Regions from separate parts of the Arachis hypogaea genome. Here region 2 is linked to region 1. A link is a contact called in public Hi-C data. All regions are on one chromosome and are shown on one strand. Each heading gives the region's core, a stretch centred on a gene start, on an enhancer-like site or on the middle of the called end of the contact. The rest is flanking DNA. Distances are from core to core; before and after follow the strand shown.

Region 1 (7,103 bases), core at 2,722-5,221:
TTGATGATTTAAACATCATTGGATCATTTGAAGAAATTCCAAAAACTGTGGATTATTTAAAAAGAGAATTTAAAATGAAAGATCTTGGTAAGACAAAATTTTACCTTGATTTACAAATTGAACACTTAAAAGATGGTATATTCATGCATCAGTCAATTTATACTGAGAAACTTTTGAAAAAATTTTACATGAACAAGGCACAACCCATTGAGTACTCCAATGGTAGTGAGATCATTAAATGTGGATAAAGATCCATTTCGACCTTGTGAAAGTAATGAAGAGTTCCTTGGTTCTGAAGTATCTTACTTAGTGCTATTGGTGCACTAATGTATCTCACTAACAATACAATACCAGATATAGCATTTTCAGTAAACTTATTATCGAGATTTAGTTCTTATCCGACTTAAAGACATTGGAATGGTGTCAAACATATATTAAGATACTTTTAAGGATCTATTGATAAGGGTTTATTTTACTCTAATGAAACAACATTTCAATTAGTTTGATATGCATATGCATGTTTTCTTTCTCATCCGCATAAAGACAGGTCACAAACAGGTTATCTATTCACAAGTGGAGGAACAGCTATATCTTGGCCCTCAACAAAGCAAATTATAACTGTAACCTCCTCAAATCATGCAAAAATATTGGCAATTCATGAAGCAACTCGAGAATGTGTTTGACTTAGGACAATCACCCAATATGTTCAAGATATGTGTGGTTTACCGACGAAAAAAATATCTACAGTTATATACGAAGATAACTCTGCTTGTATACGTCAACTAAAGGAAGGATATATCAAAGGAGATAGAACAAAACATATCTCACCAAAGCTTTTCTACTCTCATGATCTTCAACAAAGTAGTGATATAGATATTCAGCAAATTCGTTCCAATGATAATTTAGCATATTTGTTCACTAAAACACTAGCTACCTCAACATTTAAGAAGCTGGTATACAAGATTGGGATGCACCAACTAAGAGATATCAAGTGATATAATTATTAGGGGGAGTAATACGCGTTGTACTCTTTTCCTTAACTATGGTTTTTATCCCATTAGATTTTTTCTATTAAGATTTTTAATGAGACAGCTACCTAACGTATTATCACTAGAGACATTCAAGGAGAGTGCTATAAATATATTTGTTATGAATGTTCTAGACTGTAACTGTATTTTAAATTTCAAATAGATAAAATCAGTCAACCTAGCTGATGAGTTCTATAGGAGTTAGATCCTTTGCTATAAATAATCCCCTTTTAGAGTTCTATGTACACACTAATTATTAATAAAGTCATTTCTTATTTTCCGTATTCTCTTTCATCTTTCTTCTCTCCTCAAACCCAAATCTTTATTTTCGTAACATATTGTCAGCACAAGTTCTACTTTAAAACTAAATAATTACTTTCTACTACTTATCCTCCTTATTCTTCTAATTTGTTTTACACCACTATCACCGTCGCAATACATTAACATTCTTCTTCCTTCTTCTTAAATTTCTTTGTTAATCTTTTTTTTTTATACTTTCATGTTTCTTTTATATATGCCACACATAAAATATATTTATCTCCATAGCATTGCATCAATTTTTTTTATGCCTAACATGCTTTGCTTTACTATATGCATATCATGCATATACTTATTATATAAAGTATATCCTGTACATAGGACTATATGTAATTTTTTTATATAATAATTTTTACGAAGAATCCATATGCTTTACTTCCTAATGTTAAGAAAGATTCATAATTATTATTCATGACATGTACGCCATTTTTATTCTTCTTCGATCGTCTTTCAATTTTTTTTCGATCGCCTTTTATTTGTTTTCTTTTAGTTTGTTTGTCGTCTCTCTTCCTTTTCTATATTTTCTCTTATTTGTTATGTTTTTATCTTTATTTGATTTATTTTTCTGATAAAATTATGGGCTGAACTCTTTTTTTAACTATAGTTTTTATTCCACTAAATTTTTTCGGATAAAATTTTTAATAAGACAGCTATCTAATGTATTAACATTAGAAATGACCTTCGAGTTTTTGTGCCTAGGATTTTTTGTGCCTCTGATAGGATTTCTTGTGAATCCTAATTTTTAATTCTATTCTATTTTTTTTCTTGTAAATTTTAATCACTAAGAGTTCAGACCTTCTCCAAATAATCTGAGTGAACAGTGAGATTTCGTCCTTCTTTAAAGTTATAATTCTCTTTCATAACTCATCCTATGACATCACCTGAGGTGAGAGTTACACAGAATCCAGAATAACTTGAAACAGAAGAGGAGGAGATTGTTGTATTGGAGGTGGAGAATGTGAAGGAAGGAGTCGAAATATGCTCTAAAAGCTTAATAGGGAGACTAATGGTGGACAGAAAGGTTAGCGGCGGGACAATGGAGGGAGGATTCGGAGCTATCTGGAATCAACCTGAGGGATTTAGAGTCAAAGTGCATGGAGAAAACATATTCCAATTTTTCTTTTCTAAGGAAGCAAATGTGATAAGGGTGGAAAGGGGATCTCCATGGCTATTTAAAAATTATATGATCCATCTTAGAAGATGGCAGCCAGGTATGAAAGTGGAACAGGAGGACTTTACTTGAATTCCAGTATGGATCCAAATATGAGGAATGCCTGAATTTTGCAAAACAATAACGGCGGCATGGAGGATAGGTCAAAAACTAGGGGAGGTAATGGAGGCTGATAAATTTGCCATGAGAGGCAAGGAGGACCAGATTATGAAAATAAGGGTTAATATGGATGTGACCAAGACACTACGTCAATCAATAAAAGTAGCTAGTCCGGATAATGTAGTTTTTGAAATTATGCTGAAGTATGAAAAATTGGGGATCTATTGTAGTTTTTGCGGTTACATCAGGCATGAAACAAGGAACTGCGAAGAGTACCTGAAATTGTCTGCCAATCAGCAGGAGATTAAAGAGAGATGGAATAGAGTGTTGAAAGCAGACCAGATCGGGTGGAGAGTGGAAGAGCAAAAGGAGAACTCACACCCAAACCCACGTGGAAAGGAAACTGGATTCTCTCAACCTCATAATAAACCTACACCAATAAGCCTTCTAAAAAACCTTTCTAACCTATCATTCAATGACCATAACCCCAACCGTATCCATAATCCACCAAATTCTCAAATACACCTAAACCAAACCAACATTCTAAAACCATCAGCTCAGTATCATATCTCAAATCCGCAGGAAAACCAAAACATTATTCCATACACTAGAACAGAACCGGTGCCAGGAGGTATGGAAGGTTTGATACGGATAGAAAAAGTAGGGGTGTTTCACGTAGGCAGCACAGAGAGAGGTATTAAAAGAAGTAGTAAACGACCAAAAATTAAACATTTGGCGAGAAATATGGAAGTGACGGAGGTAGGGAGTAAGATTGTTGGTGTTAAGCGAAATTCGGAGCAACAAGATGAGTTTTTGAACGAAGAAGACTCTATTTCATCCACTGAATTTTATTCTGAAGGGCTTCAGGGTGCCATCTCAAAAGCGGCACCCCAAGGTTCATGAAGATGATCATGTGGAACTGTCGGGATTTGGGGAAACCCCTAACAGTTCACAGCATCAAAGGGTTATGTAGAACCCATTCCCCCGAAGTGGTATTCTTATGCGAGACCAAAAATACTACTTCGTTTGTGGAGAAACAAGGCAGAAAAGCAGGTTTTCAGAGGTTCCATTGTGTTGAACTAAGAGGAATAGCGGGAGGGCTGGTATTAATGTGGAAGGAAGGTGAAGATATTAATATTATTCAGCATGATGATTTTCTTTATTCATTTCACCTAGAGAGACAATGTGCATAACAGAATTTGAGAGATTTTTGGAATACATTTGCACAATGAAGAGGCCCAACGAAACGTTCAATACAATCAGATCTTAAGTATACTGGATACAGCTGGAGAAAATATTCTGATTACTGGTGATTTTAATGCTATCTTAGCCTTTAGTGAAAAAGAAGAGAAAAAATGAAAACTATATCTTCTATTCAAGCTTTTCGAGACTTTATTAATGGAGGTAGCCTGGTTGATCTTGGATATGAAGGTAGTATGTTCACTTGGAGTAATAAACAGGCAGGAATTAACTTTATTCGAGAAAGATTGGATAGATGTTTGGCCTCTATTCAGTGGAAACAGAATTACCCAAATGGCTCGGTGGTGCACTTAGATGACACAGGATCTGACCATAGACCGCTTCTGGTTTCCTCGTATAGAGGAGGTTTTAAAACAAAGAGAAGGTTCAGATTTCAGGAAAGATGGTGTGATAGCGAAGAAGCTAGGCATGTGGTGGCAAATTCATGGCATATGAAGGTTAAAGATTCTCCGATATTTGTATTATTCAGCAAGTTTAAATAATGTAGACACAATTTGGTAGCATGGCAGAAAAATTTGTCTACTAACTTGAAGAAAAATATTGCTGAATTAAACTCAAAGCTGAATGCAGAGAAGGATAAAGGTGCAGGGGCTGACACTACTATGATTCGGGTCTTAGAGGTGAAACCAGAAGATGAATATGAGAGGGAGAAAAGATTCTGGAAAGAAAAGGCCAGGTTGCAGTGGGGTGATAAGAACACAAAATTCTTTCATGCCAAATTCCGTATGCGGAGTAGCAAAAACAAGTTGCACAGGCTGGAAAGTGATTCGGGTGAGGTTGGTACTAATCCAGAACAAATAGCTAGTATTGCGCAGCAATATTTTAAAAACCTATTTACTACTTCTAAACCAAAGGAGCCGACTGAGGAGCTGGAGGGGTTGACTAGAAGGGTAGATAACAATACCAATCGAAGGCTAACTAGACCAGTCTCGGATCAAGAAATCAAAGATGCAGTTTTTTCTATTAATCCTCTTGTAGCACCTGGAGAGGATGGATTCACTGCAAAATTCTATCAGTTTTTCTGGGACACTATTAAAAGGGATGTTCTTAATGCTGTTCATAGCTTCTTTGAGGGAGGGAAGATGCTCAGAGCCTTCAATCATACACACATATGCTTAATTCCTAAAGACTCCAACATTAGCAAAATGAACTAGGTGAGGCCAATCAGTCTTAGTACTGTTTTTTATAAAATTATCTCTAAAATTCTTGTGCATAGATTACAACATACTATAAACAGAATTATTAGCGATAACCAAAGTGCATTTATAAAGGGCCGGCTCATTAGTGATAATGTATTGATTGCTCACGAATTTATGCACTTCTTGAAGAATAAGAAGTTTGGGGATGAACAACTAGCATTGAAAGTAGATATGAGCAAAGCCTACGACCGGGTTGAATGGAACTTCGTTTGGGCTATTATGGAGAAATTGGGTTTTTGTAGAAGGTGGGTGGAGTGGTTGAAGGAATGTGTAACGACCGTTTCCTACTCTGTTGCTGTAGAAAGACAACCTCATGGTTATTTTAAGCCATGTAGGGGATTGCGACAAGGCGACCCACTTTCCCCCTATATATTCTTATTTTGTGCAGAGGGACTCTCCCATCTGCTCCACAGAGGAGAACAGAGGAATGAGATCACTGGAATTCGTTTGAACTACAGATGTCCTTACATTACTCATCTATTCTTTGCAGATGACTCAATTATATTCGATAAGGCAACACCCCAAGTATGTGCTAACATAGTCAAGATCCTACAATCTTATAGTGATGTGAGCGGACAGTGGTTAATCTACAAAAGTCATCGTTATTTTTCAGCAAAAATATCAATCCTAAAACTCGAGAGACTTTATCTGATATTCTCAGCATTTCCCATGTTGGGAACCAAGATGAATACTTGGGTCTGCCCTCAGTGATACAGAGATCGAAAAAAGCAACCTTCAATTATATTAAGGATTGGGTGGTGAAGAAATTATAGCATTGGAAAAAATCCCTCTTATCAGCCAGCGGCAAAGAAACATTGATAAAAGACGTAGCCACTGCCATTATGATATATACGTTGGGGTGTTTCAAGCTGCCTGAGACTCTTATTGAGGAAATACAATGTATGATAATGAGATTTTGGTGGGGACAAAAGGAGAATGAAAGAAGACAACATTGAATTGGTGGGGATATAATCTGTAGACCTCATACTCAAGGGGGATTGAATTTCAAGGATTTAAAAGTCTTTAATCTAGCTATGCTAGGAAAACAAGGCTGGAGAATCATTTCTCGACCTCACTCTCTATTGAGAAAAGTTCTAAAAAGCAGATACTTTAAATACACTTCCTTTCTAAGGGCAGAGACAGGCTACAATCCGTCATGGGGGTGGCGCAATATTTTGGAAGGGCGGAAAATTCTCGAACAAGGCTGTCTATGGAGGATAGGACGAGGTGAAAAAGTCAGGGTCTTTGAGGATAGATGGTTAAAACAGGTGGATCCTAGCTCAATTCACAACAATACTACTGCCAACAACCAAATTGAATGGGTCTCACAGCTAATAGATCACAACAAACAATGACGAAGAGACATTATAGAAGCAACATTTGAACTAGACATTGCACAGATTATTCTACAAACTCTAATAAACGAAGGGGAAGATTTGCTAACCTGGCCAGCAGAGCGAAATGGACAGTACTCTGTTCAATCTGGTTACACATATGCCTTTAGAATGCTCCACAATCCACCGGAACTGCTACCTGAAATTTGTCAGCAGAAACAAATGTAGCGAGCTCTTTGGAGGATCCAATGCCCTCCCAAAGTAAAAAATTTCCTCTGGCGTGCTCTTCACAATAGTCTTCCCGTGCGGTAGAATTTGAACCACCGATTACCAACAGTTCTGCCACAATATCCTAGATGTCCAAATCCTTCTGAATCGGTGACCCACTGCTTGGCCTCTTGCTCTCAATCAAGACAGGTATGGTGTTTGGCAAGGATCCAACCATCAGAAATGGCTGGAGATGACGACATATTTTGGAAATGGTGGGTGCATGTGAGTGGAAGGATGATGGGAGAAGATGGAAGAAACAGAAAAATAGTAAAGATGGCTTTCACCCTCTGACAAATATGAAAAGTACGTAATATGAAGATCTTCGAAGACAAGAGTTTCTCACCTTTTGAAGTTTTCTCCATAGCAGATAAGATGGAAGAGGAATTTGCTGCAAGGACATTACATGGATGAAGTAACTCTTGAG
Region 2 (7,103 bases), core at 1,602-4,101, 41 kb after region 1:
ATTTGGGAGACCAAATTATAGTAATTGAAAAATCAATGATTAAATTAGTACAATTCGCCAATCTCAAAAATAAAAATGGAGTTTAACTCCGTTACTTAGCTTTAGCCTTTTAAGTATTTTATGATTAACGTAATACAATTAATTATTACAATGCAATATAAATTATCAATAAAATGATATTCTTTATAGTTAATATGTTAATTACCTTGATCTATCACATCAATCAATAAACGTATCATCATGTCTATTATAATTTGTCTATATTAATATTTTGATATGAATTATTGAGTTTAATTTTAATACAAACAATCACATTCGTTCTTTTGGATAATCATTTACACGGTCAAATATAAAAGTTAGTTAATTTTACTATCATTATGTAATTGAATGCACATGTAAAATTACTTTTTACTGATAGTACATCAAAATTAAATTCGTAAATTATTTTGCGTAATTATTTTGAAAAGAAATATTCTTTGGTGTTTATTTATCTAATTTTTTAAATCACAAAAAAAAATCCAAATCACATCGGAAAAACAGTGACGGCGTTGGGCGCGATGCGATGGAGGAGAGAGACGCAACGGAGGGCGCAAGGGTGTGCGGCGTGATGGAGGACAGCGATGAGAGAGAGGAACGATAGTGGCAGAGGATGCGACGCGATGGAGGACGCGTCCACTGTGGCACGATCGCAATAGCATCCTCGCATGATTTCTCCCTACAGCGACGACATGAAGGAACGCACACGCAACTCGCGCGAGAACTCCCTCAAGCTGCGACGCGAGTCGCGCATTGCGGAGACGGAGATGCGGCGGCGGCAAAGGATCTGCGCGACAGAAGGTTGACGCGATGAGAAATTTTGTTTAGAGGAGGTTATTTTGCCTAATCTTAATTATTCAAAATCTGATTTTTAAAAAGGAGAGTGCTAGATAAACAATGACTATTTTGAACAACATAAACAACCACCAATCAAATGAAAATACACTACACCCTAATTTAATGCTACTAATTAAATTTACTCTTTTAATCCTATTAATTTACATTATTTACACATTGTTCAAAAATCTTGTTGGTTACTTATACTTTTCTTTTTAAAAAAGTTAAACTTAATTAATAAAAAAGTTGTTTAAGTTGGTTGGTAAGTGTGTTGACCCTGTATTTTCTCATTACCATACTATTAAGACTCAATATATACTAGTCATTTCAACTTTTTTAGTATCTAGTTTTTTCTACTTAATTGTTTTCCTTTTTCTTTCTGTGTTTTAATGCAAAACAAAAAGAGGGCTAAATTAAACATGCATGTTAAGCCACTACCAGTATTATTTTATTAAATAAAACGATACAATTTCGGTGTGAACATAGATATCGATAGTAAGGTGTAAAGTGTGGTAGGCTGCATCGTGTTAGATGAAATTCGTGATTTTTGGCAGTATTAGACTTCAATTTGGCAAATTAACGTAATTAAGTTCTAAGTAAGAGATCATGCGATTGTGTGAACATGCATGTATCATGTATGGAGCTATATATAGCTAGCAAGCTAGCTAAAGCCTAGAGAGTACGACAATAAAATCTTGTGCAGGTTTAGGTTTCTTAATTAGATTCAATGGTCTCACGAGTCACGAGCAGCATTAGTATCCTTAAACCTTAACATGAAAGGGTAGTGTTGTTGTTTAAATGACGTTTATTTTAATTAAATAATGTTAATGTTGTTGCTTAATGATGTTTATTCATTAATAATAGTAATGGATTTTTTTTTTTGGGAATTTGATATTAGAGAAATTAGAATTAATAATGTTGGGTAATATTTTTTGGTAATTTTTGGGACCAGCACGTTTTTTTCTTGATATTTGTTAATAATATTAGTTTGTTAATAATAATATTTTTTGGATAATTTTAAGAAATATTTATTTTATATATTTAATAATATTATTAGTTAGTATATTAATAATTATATTATTTTAATTATAATATTATGTTTATAATTATATTATGTTTAATAATATTATTAATTATATTTGTTAGTATGATAATAGAAATGATAATTTTTTGGATAATTTTAATAATGATATTAATTAGTGTATGTTGATGAAAATTAGAATTATTTTTTTTTGATGATTTTATTAATTATATTAGTTTGTATGTGAATACAAATTAGAATTTTTTTTTTTGGGGGGTAAATTGTTAATTTTATTTGTAAGTATATGTTGTTGGATAAGCCCCAAAAATGACAATACAATTGGGTTTGTACTTTGTACTTTGTAGTCCATAATAATATATAAAACATTATTTTCTTTTAAACACATATCTTAATATTTTAGAAGTTTAGTACACTGCGGTCTAAAAAAGAATTAGCACGTACTTCGTCGTTTCTCATATAGAAAAATAAAAGAAAGTCTAAAATCCCAAATTGGTCAAGTTAATCTCTGACCCCCCAAAAAAATTGACAAATTGATTCATGTTATTTTAAAATATTAGAAAATTAATATCTAATTTTTTTAAAAAGTCATAAAAATTAGAGTGGTTAATTAAATTGTCTAAAATTTTAAAATAAAAATTGATTTATGTATTTATTCAATTAGAAACTAATTCTTTTAATATTCTTAAAAGGGAAAGGTTGTAGCTACCAAAATTTTCTTTGTAGTTGTACTCTATTTTTTCCACAAAAAAATTGATCTCCTAATCTTCTAAATCAAGTAAGAGACAAATTATCAATTTTTTATAGAAACTAATTTGGATATCACTCAAAAAAAAAAAAAAAAAAACATGCTGGGGATTAAAAATGGGGGCTCCAAAACTATCATCGTAGAAGGCGGTATTAAAAAGTCCAACATCTATTATATAGTCCACTCCAAAATGGTTTCTTTGAAATCAAAGTCGCTGATGTGTAAGCCCACCAAATTCGTCTAGGCCTTATATGGCACACAGTTACTGTTGAGATTAATGTTGGCTTGAAGTCCCAAAAAAAATGAGATTAAATTTGGGTCAGAGAAAAAACAATTAAAGAAAGGATTAAATTTGAATCAACAAAACTAGGGTGGCAACCGGCGGGCAGGGGCGGGTTTTTGCTCTACCCGACCCCGTCCCGCCGTACAACAATTCACATAGAATCCGTCCCGTTTCTATCCACGGTAGTAAAACGTTGAATCCTAACCCGCCCCTGCGGGTACCCGCCCCACCCTATAATTATTAAAATCTAATAAATAAAATTAAATTTCAAAATTTATGTAACCACTAACCACCATCACATATATAACATAAATTAAAGTAAAAATTTAAATATGATATAATATTATTAATCATTTACTAATTATTTTATATATATTACACATAATATATATTAAAATTATATATATTATATATATACCGGAGCGGGTATTACCTAAACCCGACCTGTCCTGCTCCTCTCAAGAACCTGCCCCGCTAAAAACCCGTCTCGGTGCGGGGCAGATAATACCTGCCCCGAGCGGGTAGGGGCAGGGTGGGTACCCGCGGGTTCGGGTGGTGTTGCCATCCCTAAACAAAACCAACTTGGTTAGTTGGGTAGTCAGCTTGCTCGTCCGCTTAGACTAAGTGTTGAGAGTTTAAATTTCACCTTGTGCATGCAGTACCTCATTGGCCAATGACAGATCCTTAAATGGAGCTCAAATCCGCGATAGATTAATCTTTGACTTGTCGAATTTTAGAATACTATGGACAATTAAAACAAAATGATTGATTAGTCATTAGCCTATCAGAATAAAAGATAGAGTAAAAAACTAAAAAAAATTGATTTGATTTAATCACTAATCTACTAAACAAGTGTCAAAAATTCAAAATTAATTGGACAACAACAAACCTTGTCAAATTAGGAGATGATGTAGAAAATTTTTTTCAATCAGAGCTTTGTTATGACCATGGGGCATGCCCCTCACACCCCAAAAGTTTTTATATAAACATTAGTAGTTTGAACACCTGTGATTCGAATTCATACTCATTCAAATTTTAACTAATTATAAAAAATCAATTAAATAAACGATAAACCCAGAAAAACTTTTGCCTCCATGAATACATTTTCTTGTCCCCTTTCTAATTTTCAGTTACTATCGTTAAAGCTTTGTTTTTTTTTTTTACTTAATTTAATATTATTTTATTTTTTATGAATTATGAATTCTTTGATTGGAATTTTCTAGATAGAGGCATTCAAATATTCATTTAATTTTGGCTATTTATATTGATAAAAAATATTGAAAAGTTAAGTTTATATTTCAATTATTAAAAATGTCAAGCTACTTAAGATTTAAAGAGTATTATTTTAAAGTATTTTATAACTTTTATTTGTAAAATTATTCGTTTATTAATATATCAGTGTCATACTTTAAAAGGTAAATTATAAAAATACACTCGGATTATTTTGGTGTTAACAAAAATACTGTCAATTTATATTATCAACAAAAAATATCTTTAAATTATTTAAAAATGACAAAAATACCGTTATTTTCATTAACGTAGTACGGCTCAATTCACAGAGGTATATCTTTGACACGTTTTTAAATTATTTGAGAGTATTTTTGTCGATAACAAAATTCGAAAATATTTTTGTCAACAACAAAATAATTTAAGTGTATTTTTGGTAGTTTTTTCTAATTAAAAAATATTTATATTTATAAATTTCATTTAATATAAATGCTATTGTATACTTTTGTGTTAAAATTTTTTTTGTCCCCACAAAAATTCTGTCTAAGCAGTTATATAAGATTTGACACTGCCAGGGGAAAAAAATGACAACCCTTTTATTAACAATAACACATTTAGGAGCTAACATTAATGTTAAGCTTTCCCTTTTTTCTGGCAACAGGTACATTAAACCTTATATATTAAAATTGGTCGATCAAAGGTAGCTTTTGGAGGACCACACACATTGCTTTTGATGTAATTGACGATTTCTATACATGGAATAGGTTCACAATCAAATTAAAATGACAATTACAATCAAGTTTCTTAGTGGAGTCTTGTATTCAGACATAAAATGAACAATATCCATGCTAAGTGTCCATTGTGGCATTCATTTTTTATTTTTTAAAAACAAAGAGTTCGATATACAATTCTTCCCTCTTTCTAGAAGGAACTGTTCCTTCATTATTTATTTATTAAAAGTTAATATATTTAGGCAAAATCATATTTAGATACATCAATTTTTTTAATAAATTTAAAAAATAAAAGAGATAGATAATTTAAGAATAAGAAATAAATTTAGGAAGTAATTAATTAAATTCACGTCACAAAAAAAAATAATGAATCTTTTCAATTTTTTTTTTGTAAAGTGTGATTTATTACTATTCAACATCTTCTCTTACATGGTCTAAATTATTAATTCCTTTTGGAGGGGGGGGGGAAGAAAGGGAGTGGCGGTGTAGGTCGATCCATCGGGAAAGGCCAAAGAAAAAAATCTAGGACCGGTCACTTTTCAAAAGGATGTAGGAGGCATGGGGAAGGAAGCAAGAGAGGATGGAAGCAACACATGGGGAGACAATTCACGACAAAAGCTACTGGACCTAAGATTTCTTTTAGGGATAAGGTGGTTAGTTTGTCGACCCCAAAACCCTTAGTCATTGATGACTCTTTGGGTGGGTACCGTGTAGCCGTGGTTGAAGGAGGTCGAGGGGGGAGACCTAAGGTCACTTTCTCTGAGGAAGGGAGAAGGGCTCTAGCGGAACCCTATAATGACTCCGTTGTGGTCAAGGTGATAGGAAAATATTTTAGTTACATAGTCTTGTCGCATAAACTCAGATATATTTGGAAATTTAAAGGAGGATATGAGATCCTAGATGTATGAAATGACTACTTCCTGGTGAAATGTGTTTTGAGGGAGGATAAAGAGAAAGTCCTACTCGAAGACCTGTGGATGATTGAAGGTTTTTACTTGTTAGTAAAACCTTAGTCTTTTAATTTTCATTCAACAGAGGGCTCCTTTAGTTCTATGCTTGTTTGGATCTGTTTCATTGGTTTAAATATACTGTATTGCCAAGAAAAGGCCATGCGACGTATTGCGGTGGCAGTCAGCAAGATGATAAAAGTAGATATGGCAACCAAAGAAGCGGAGAGGGAAAAATTTGCCCGAGTCTGCGTACAGATTAACTTAAGCGTTCCAGTGATAGATGAGATTGAAGGGGATGATGTGGTATACAAAGTAGAATATGACATCTAGAGCTCATTTGTGATTCATGTAATTGCTACGGTCACATAACTGTAGACTGCGTGACGAACAACAAAGACGTGATGGCGGAGGGAGGGTTCCCAACATCGAAAAACCTTTGTCCGAGCAACACAACCATCGAAACTGATGAAGGAAAATAGGGGTTCATTTTTGGCAATTTTTCAAAAATTACAGAAAATTAGGAAAATACGGATCTTCTGCCTAAGACATTGCATGGGGAGATCATAGTTAATAATGTAGCCAATCAAGAAGGTACAGGAGATGGGTGGACCAAGGTGAAAAAAAGAAAAAAAAGGAAAGAGTTTGGAGAACAAACAGGCTTCCAAGAAAGCTTTTGGGCCCAAGAATATAAAGCTCATTTTCAAAAAATCAATGGTGGTGGCCAATCTCTATAAAAAGACAATGAAGACTGGACTGAAAACAAACCAACCCAATTTTTCTAGCAAAAACTTTAAACACGTTGGTAATTACCATTTGCTACCATGAAGTGTTGAGACAAGACCAAATGGATGTAAAACAGAAACACTTATTTGCTACTTCACAAGGAAGCAATTAAGACCCAGGTTCCTCCAAAACTAGCTACAGGATGGAGGAATGAAAGAACCGGTTGGAAGGATGCTCAAGCCTGATGGGAGTGATGGCAGAAAGGGAAAGGAGTCGCCGTGGAGGGGGTTACTGGTCTCTAAATCAGGTATTTTTGTGTTTTTCATCATAACCTTTGTTGTTGTCGATAGTGAAAATTTAAGTATTCTAGCATGCAATGTGAGGGGGGTGTCTTGTAAATTAGCTTGTGTTCATTAAAAAGGAGATTGTAAAACAACATAATTTTACTTTCTTTATTGTTATTGAAACACATATTGTTTTTTATAAGATGAAATCCTTTTGGGATAATTAGGGTTATTATAATGTCGGC

The links. Hi-C and Micro-C count contacts between places; a contact is called where the count stands out from the background.
Region 2: a contact with region 1 is called in a Hi-C map of leaf, with 2.8 times the contacts expected there. The contact joins the enhancer-like site here to the promoter of LOC140183243 in region 1. A contact is called at or near these places in 2 of 8 Hi-C or Micro-C datasets (both in leaf).

The regions. Positions count from the first base shown.
Region 1 is chr20:132,183,059-132,190,161 of arahy.Tifrunner.gnm2.J5K5, forward strand. It overlaps LOC140183243, which reads left to right and starts at 3,972. Exons shown (of 2, transcript XM_072231267.1): 1 at 3,972-4,282; 2 at 4,364-5,030. The coding sequence starts at 3,972. The coding sequence ends at 5,030.
Region 2 is chr20:132,225,385-132,232,487 of arahy.Tifrunner.gnm2.J5K5, forward strand. No RefSeq gene overlaps it. Among protein-coding and RNA genes, the nearest start is that of LOC140183305, 13 kb to the left of the region's middle. Within about 2 kb of position 2,852, at least 3 of the 3 cell types and tissues checked have open chromatin away from gene starts, as enhancers often do.